Linked DNA regions of Gossypium hirsutum: region 2 is linked to region 1. The links are chromatin contacts, called in public Hi-C maps. All regions are on one chromosome and are shown on one strand. Each heading gives the region's core, a stretch centred on a gene start, on an enhancer-like site or on the middle of the called end of the contact. The rest is flanking DNA. Distances are from core to core; before and after follow the strand shown.

Region 1 (4,186 bases), core at 71-2,570:
ATCTTTCAAAGATGTCAAGTTCCCAATGTTCTCTGGGATTGTCCCAGTGAACTGATTCCCATGAAGCCAAAGCTGTGTCAAGGACACCATATTGGCAACCACATCAATCTTACCTGTCATCCCTTCACCATCTTGATCGTTCAACCACAAAACCTGCATCAAAGACTCACCAAAACTAGCCGGAATCTCACCGGACAATCTGTTATAAGAGAGTTTGAGTGCTACAAGAGATGGCAACTTCCCTAGAAAATCAGGCAATGGTCCAACCACATTGCAGTTAACCAAAGAAAGGTTTGCCAATTGAACTGAATTAGCCAATTCCTTAGGAATAGGCCATCCAGTAGTCTTATTAAAGGGATTATAATCCAAAGCCAAGACACGCACACTGCTAAGTCCATCAAAAAAATCAGCAGGAATCGTATCCAATTCATTGTTATCCAAGTAAGCAAACTCCAACTCTGATAAACCACTAAAGGTTGGTAATTTACCATTGAAGTGATTCTTTTGAAGCCCCAAATTAAAGAGCTTTGTGAGCTGGTTGAGGTTTTGAGGCAGAGGTCCTTTGAGACCAAGATTTTGGACCTGAATTTGAGTCACTCTATCACCAGAACAGAAAACATGAGGCCAAGAAGGAGGACCGCAAGGGTCATCTCCATTTTCAGGCCACATAAGTAGCTCTGAATTATCCAACCCTTTCTTGAAATCGTTCAAGATTTTCAAGTCATTGGGATCTGTAGCACAGTAAACTACTGTAAACATACACAAGAAAAAACCAATGTAGAACCTTGGGTGAACAAATCCCATGAAAAAGGTTGGTCCTTCCCCAAGCAAAAAATACAATAGGAAAGAATTTAACAGTCTCCAATGCAGCTATGACATTTCAAGAAGCCAAAACCAAGAATAAAAAACAAGACCAAGATTCATAATTGTGTATAAAAGGAAGAAAACAGAGAACCTGGAAGTGATATGTTTTGGCCAAAACCAAGGAAAGAAAGGAAGAGGAAGTTTGGTACAGAATGTTGACAAAAAAATCTCAGATTTGAACAAAAATGGGGTTTTTTTTTTCTAGTTGAAGAAAGAGACAAGTGATTAAAGTGAAAGATTAAAAAGGAAAAGGTTGTATCATTGTTTTTTCTGAAAATTTTTAATTATTTATTCAACTTTTTCTTTTCTGTTAATTGATATCATTTGAACCAAAATTTATTAGAGTGTCCCCTTCCTTCATCTTTGGTGAAGTTGATTGATTTTGGCCTTGAAATCTGGCACGAGAATTGGAGAAGAAAAGACCAGCAGGCAGCAACAAGTGACCGACAACGATTATGTATAAAAAGACGCCATATAACATTTAAGGAGAATGGATTCATTTACCGTCATCTCATTATATTGATAGATTAAATTTTATAAAAATGTATATACAGTTTAAATTGAAATTCAAATATTCCTTTTTTGGATTGCACATAATTTTATTCATTTTTTTTACCGTATCACTAGTCTTATTATCAAAGATCTCATGGGGTTCATCACATTCAATTTTTTTTATTTTCCTTATTTTTTGGGTTTTTATATTCATATCTTGCAATGGCTTTCAAATCTTTGTAAATTATTTTCCATCGCCTGGTGATTTATTCTTCTTTGCATGATATCTGTTTCCTTGACTAATTGTTGTCCTTTGCTGAATAATTTTTAGTATATGTTTTGTTTCTTAATTCAATTAGTTTCAATTAAGATGATGCCAATTAATTTAAATCTTAAGTTGAATGGGTGAGAATTTTACATAAATGTGAGGAGATGTGATCCCTATGTGAAGCAATTCTTGGAAATGCAAGATGATACCAATTAAGATACAGTAGAAGAACCGTTTAATTAGATGAAATAAACAATTTGGTTTCATAGTTTGTTGTTCAGATGAGGAAGTGATTTCTAAGTTAATTCAGATCCTTGAGAGGGATGACAGAGCAGATCAGTGAAATTATATACTTGATATCTTTTGTATTTGGAGCTTGGGCTGTATTATTCTGTGTTGCTTTACGTTTTAATTTGTTAAATTTGTATGGAAATTGTGGTGGTCATTGTGTTGAAAAATGAAATGGCCTTGCTTGACTACAAGGTTCAATGGGATTAGAGAGAAGGTGCCTTGGCTATGTTTGTGTTGAGGGAGTTTTTAGTGTATCATTTCAGGTTTTTCCCGACGATTGATATGGCGGATGGGAGGGCGAAAGTTGGTATTGATAGCTCCAATCATTTCGAGGTATGGTGGTGATTGATATGCTCTTGTTCTGTTCTGTTCCTGTTTGGTTTTTTTATTTGTTGTTTTTTTTGCGTCTCTTTTGTCTTGTTTTTCCTGTGGTGTCTTGAACCTTTATTGTTCTGATATACTATTCACAGTGGCCTTCCTTTTATTAATAAACTTCTATTTGGATGAGGAAAAAAAATGAAAAGCTTGATGAAAGAGCAATACTAAAAATGCATAGAGCAAAGGTTCAAGGAACCTGTGGCAAGCAAGGCCCTCTAGCGTCTCCAGGTTGAGGTTACTAATATGGATTGCACCATCTCCCTAAATCAACTTTGTTGAATCAAATCAATTCATTTATATATGTTCTTTTATTCAAGAAGGAAAAACCACAAGTATTGCATTAAGGTGATGACTAAATAACAACTCCAATGACTTTGTTAAGATAACTTCTACATTTTATTACTTGAAAAATAATTTATGGGATCATAATGTAGGGATAAACCCAATTAAACAACGAACAAAGTGAAGAAAATAAGAATTGAAAATATCGAACACGCAAATTTTATGTAGAAAAACTCCTCAAAAGAGGATAAAAAATCATGGGTAAAAGGATATTTCACTGTAATAAAGGAGAGTATGAAAATGAAGAGAATTAAAAGAAAACCGAAGCCCCACAAGAAAAACTCTTCGAAATAAAGAATAAAATTATCTCAATCTAAATATTTTTGTTGTGTAAAACTCATAGTAACTAAGGCCTATTTATAGGCTGTAGCATATATGACTATAACAACTCCAGATTAATTAGAGTTTAAGTGAGAAACTAATAACAGAGTTTAACTAGGAGAAGAAAAGCCAAAATAAACTTTGGTCAAAACAAGAGGCATTCTCCCAAAAATCTCCACATTGACTCGTATTTGGACCAACTCTATTTCCGAGCCCTGCTATGGGCTTAATTGGTTCATCGTCGAATACTTATCAAGTCCAAGCAATGCTCAAACTTTGAAACTGGAAGGTTCTTTGTCAACATGTTGACCGGATTGTGTTCTGTGCCAAATTTAAGAATATGAATGTCCCCTTGAATGATCACCTCTCAAACAAAATGATAACAAATGTCCATGTGCTTCGTTCTCTCGTGGTGCATTTGATCTTTAGTGAGAATTATAACACTTTGACTATCACAATATATGACAGTTGCCCCTTTTTCACTTACCAATTCACTGAACAAGCCCTCTAACCAAATTGCTTCTTTTACCGCTTTTGTAATTGCCATGTATTTTGCTTCAGTAGTCGACAAAGCTACTATAGCTTGAAGTGTCGCTTTCCAACTAATGACACAATTCCAAAAAGAAAATAGGTAAACTGTGAAAGACCTTATTCTATCTAAGTCTCCTGCATAATCAGAATCAACATATTTGACTAAACCCTTTTGAGTTCTTCCAAACTCTAAGCACATGTTAGAAGTACCTTGTAAATAGTTGAAAATCCACTTAACTGCATACCAGTATAACTTACCAGGATTGGCCATGTATCGGTTAACAACACTAACAATATGTGAAATATCGGGATGAGTGCATACCATTGTATACATCAAACTTCCAATTGCGATCGAATAAGGTACTTTTGGCATATACCTTTCATCTTCTTCATTTTGTAGAGAATCTGAAATTGGGAGTTTAAAGTGTGCAACTAAATGAGTACTTACCAATTTTGCATCTTGCATTTCAAATCCCTCAATAATCTTCTTGATGTACCTTTGTTGCGATAAAATAAATCTCTTGGAATGTCTATCTCTTAAAATTTCCATCCTCAAAATTTTCTTTGTTGCACCTAAATCCTTCATCTCAAACTTAAAGTTAAACATGGTTTTAATACGATCAATTTCAGATGGATTCTTAGCCGCAATTAACATATCATCAACATAAAACAACAAATATATAAAAGAACCATCATCAA
Region 2 (4,245 bases), core at 1,441-3,940, 160 kb after region 1:
ACGTAACATTTCAAACATAAGTGACTAAAATGTAATCTAAGACAAACAAAAATGTCTATTTTTACAATTTACCCCGTAAAAAATAACGAAACTTTGATTTTTTTTAATTATTTTCTTTTTATATTTGAAATTTGTAGATTTCAATGCATATCAATAAAAAAATCATCAAAAATAAAATTTTAAATCTTAACCTTAGAAATAATAAGATTAAATTTAATACAAAAACAACCCAGAACTTCTTTTATGTTTAGGGGTACAAGTTTATGAAGAAAATCAAGCAAATTATCCATTAAAGTCCCAATATATATTTGGAATTTGTGAGATTGCAATATCTTTAAAAATATACTTTGAAATGTTAATATTTTAAAGTTATAATGATAAATTTTATCGTTAATGTTTATATTTTTTGTCAATTTAATTTTTATTCTTTTGAGCATCAACCTTTCAAAAAGAGTTAAAATACTATTTTTTTAATAAAAATATTTACTAAAATGTTGAATTGTAGACATGAAAATTTATATGGCAATTCACATGTACTTCAAGCTAATTTTTTTGATTTTTTTATATTTTTTAAATTTTGAATTGTTTTATTATATTTTTTAGTATTTTATAATTATTAAATTATTTATTGACATGACATATAAGAAAAATAGTGCTATGTTTGCATAAAGCATATTTAAACTACCATGCATGTTGTTATGCTAATATTATTAAAAAATTAATGTTTTAATCAGTATTTTCATTAAAAATAATAATTTGACTACTTTTTGAAAGGTCAAGACCAAATTTAGATCTAAAAAGATAAAAGTTAAATTGATAAAATATATAAATATTAAAAACTAAATTTATTATTATGCTTATTTGAAATGATGAGACCCAAATTAACTTTCTTATAAAAATAGAAGTCATATTTTATATAAAAAAAAATCAACTTTCTTATAATTTGCTCACTATCCAACTAGCAAATTAACTTCTTTTTTTTTCTTTTTTTTTTTGTGAGTAAACAACGCAAATAAATTAAACTAAACAATCCTATTCTAAAAAATCATTAACTCTATCTGCACATAATCCTACCTCAAGCTGCTCAGAGACATCTTCAAATATTTGTATTACAATTGTCCTATTATAAGCTATCTTAACTATGCAATCAACCACTTAATTACTCTCCCTTGGAATGTGTCCGATGCTCCATTGATCCATAGCGTTTAATTTTCAATTAATCCTTCTCATCAAGTTTGAGGATGAATTCGTCAATTGTCTATCCTAGAAGGTATTAGCCACCTCTAAACTGCTAGTATGAATCAAGACCTTGTTAAACCCTCGTCTTTTGAGAAGAATCAGACCATTCATGACACCTCAAAGCTCGACCTTAAAAACCGAATAGTCCCCTAAATAATTATTGAAACCTAAGATTCAATCTCCATTTTATTTTCTCACTACACTCCCAACAACAGCAAAACCTGCATTTGACTGAACAACACCATCAATATGTAAGATAACCCAATTACCTGATGAAGGTAAATTAAAAACGGTTCTAAGTTGTCTTGTGAACCATTCTTATGAGCTAAATTGAACTGTTTAGTCTAACCAACAGATGAACTGATAGTTTCAGAAAAAGTCCAAAAAATTTCTTGAAACATAAAAAAAAAATTTCTATTTTTCCATATCCGTCAAAGAATTAAACCCAAAAAACTAGACCAAGTGATCCCTATACTCAGCATCCTTAAAGGACTACATAAATTAGATTCCATCCAATCAAGCAGATTGCTAGAGAAAAAATCAGCTTGCTTATTGGTTGGCATACTTCTTTGGCAGCAAGGCACATGCACTGTGACTTATCATAGCCATTGGTTTGATGGCCTTAACATATTGTTTAACGCTTCAGTTGTCATAATTAAAGAATTATTGAATTGCAACAAATATAAAGTCATATAAAATAAAAGGATTTATTAGATCAACTAAACATAAACCCTATTTACAGAGCTTAAAATAATATCTCTTGTTTAAACTTGACAAAATACAAAATTGTATTCTGTGACTTCATTAGTTATATGATTTCAGCCATAGCTATTATGTTGCAGGCGCCAATTAGATTACCTTTCAAACTGATTTTCTTCTCCATATAAACTAGACAACTGTAACATCAAAAACTTTGGTGTCCTTCAATTATTGAATTTTTTTTTTAATTTTTATATATGTTTGATAATCCAAAATTAAAACAGTTTTATAGATTTCTTTTATAAAAATATAAAAAGATAATAGGTTCGATTAATTTAATTTAATTTAATATTATATTATCCTAAAAAATTTTACATTTAAAATTTTAAATTTTTAGAATAAGGTGAAATGTTTAAAAATTAAAGATAAAATATAAAAATTAATTTTTTATAATTTAAATTTTATATTTATCAAACAATTTAATTATATTTAATAATTAAATTTAAGTAATTTATCAAACAAATTTTATAACTTAAATTAATAGTTAAATTTTCAATACTTAATTTTTTTCTTCAATTTATCAAACAACACCTTAGATTAATTAATTAATACATTACTTTTATTACTTTTTCAAATTATGAGTTTTTATATGTAAAAATAAATAAATTCAATTAAATGATAAAAAAATTATATTCATATTCTTAATTGATTTTTCTTTTATTTTTTTTAGATTTATTTTAGTGTGCATGTTCAGGTTCAACAATATCATTTTCGTGCATTCTCCTACTTAAAAAAAAAACTGCTGCTCTAATCTCAAAAATAAAAATATGTGTTATTTTCTCTCTCTTTAGGCCCAAAAGGAAGAGTTAAAAGAGTTTGTGTTTTAATTTGGGCTTGGCTGTGCTGAGCTGAGCTTAAAAATAAAATATGCCACAGATTTGTTGTGATGAAGTGTGTGTGAAGAAACAGAGCAACCAAAGAGGAATAAGGAAACAAGAAAAATGGAAAAAGGAGGAGACGAGAGTTGGAGTGAGAAAGTAGAGGATCTGGTGGCTGCTGGAGACACGCAAGGCGCTATTTCCTTCCTCGAAAATCTCATTTCCCAACTCCAGACGGCGTCCTCCTCCGACGACCTCCGATTACCATCTGCTCTCTCTGACTTAGCTTCTCTCTATTCCTCCATCGGTTTCTCCCTTAAATCCGATCAACTTCTTTCACGCGCTTCTCTTCTCAAGCATCATGCTCACTCTTCAAGGTACTCTCTTTCTTTTCATTTATTGTTAATGTAAATAGAAATAATTTCAATGCTAAAATTTTCTTGCCTTTTTCTTTTTCCAACGTCAGTATAGGGCTGAAAAACAAGGACTTGAAGGAGGATTCCTTAACTTCATCTGATGTTTCTTTGGCTGAAAATGACAATCCTTTGACTCATGGTACAACTCAATATACTTACTCTTTACCTTAACCTTCGTTTGAGGATCGAGTTTGCTACTTTTTTTTGGTTTTTGAATGCACATATAGTATTTCGGTGCCTTGCAGAATTTTTCTTCTTTTGTAGGGTAGTGTGATGGAAAACCTAATATGTCTGCATTTTTGGGGGGGGGGATTTTATTGTATGTATCTCTATGAATTATGTGGAACTGATTTTTCTTTTTATATCTTTTTGCAAAAGGGAATCTTGAAAAGTTACCAGTATTGCCTGGTGATTGTTGGACACTCAAATCATCTTCAGATGATGGTATGTTTCGTTTCAATAGCTTTTCCCTCTGAATGGTTCTTTCTCTTTTTTTGGTTCTCTGAAATGTCTGTATAATAGTTTTTTGGATGACCTGTTATGGAATTGCAATTCTAATGGTTTGTACAGATTGGGAAGCCATTGCAGATCGTGAACCAAGTGAATTACTCTCCTCAGAATGCTTGCCTGGAGTGTCAAATCTTTCTTTGGAGGATAGTAAAGTTGAAGCCCCTAAGAGACGGGGAAGGGGAACATTTTCATATAGAAAAACTGAATTGTATAGCGATCGACTCTCCGATGTGTCTGCATCGAAAGATACTGATAATGAGGATGTGTGCAAACACCCTGAAACAAAAACGATGGAATGTAAGCCTTTATGTCTCACAATTCAAGTTTTTTTTTTTTTTCCATAAATGCTCTGTATATGTATAAGATAGCTTAGTCTTTTCTTATTGAACTTGAAACTATGTTTATTTGCTTGTTCCCAGGCCTTGATCTAATAGGATGTAGAATTCCTTTCAAACTGAAATATTTAACACTGTGTTTTGATGACAAGCTTTCTTTTGTCTTGT

What was found. Hi-C and Micro-C count contacts between places; a contact is called where the count stands out from the background.
Region 2: a Hi-C map of leaf shows a contact between it and region 1, with 1.5 times the contacts expected there. The contact joins the promoter of LOC107899692 here to the promoter of LOC121220873 in region 1. A contact is called at or near these places in 2 of 34 Hi-C or Micro-C datasets (leaf and seedling).

Annotation. Positions count from the first base shown.
Region 1 is chrD09:38,393,571-38,397,756 of Gossypium_hirsutum_v2.1, forward strand. LOC121220873 (receptor-like kinase TMK3) reads right to left here and starts at 1,321. Exons shown (of 2, transcript XM_041100566.1): 1 at 1-1,321. The coding sequence starts at 804.
Region 2 is chrD09:38,556,764-38,561,008 of Gossypium_hirsutum_v2.1, forward strand. It overlaps LOC107899692 (coiled-coil domain-containing protein R3HCC1L), which reads left to right and starts at 2,691. Exons shown (of 7, transcript XM_016825500.2): 1 at 2,691-3,193; 2 at 3,283-3,371; 3 at 3,611-3,676; 4 at 3,803-4,039. The coding sequence starts at 2,940.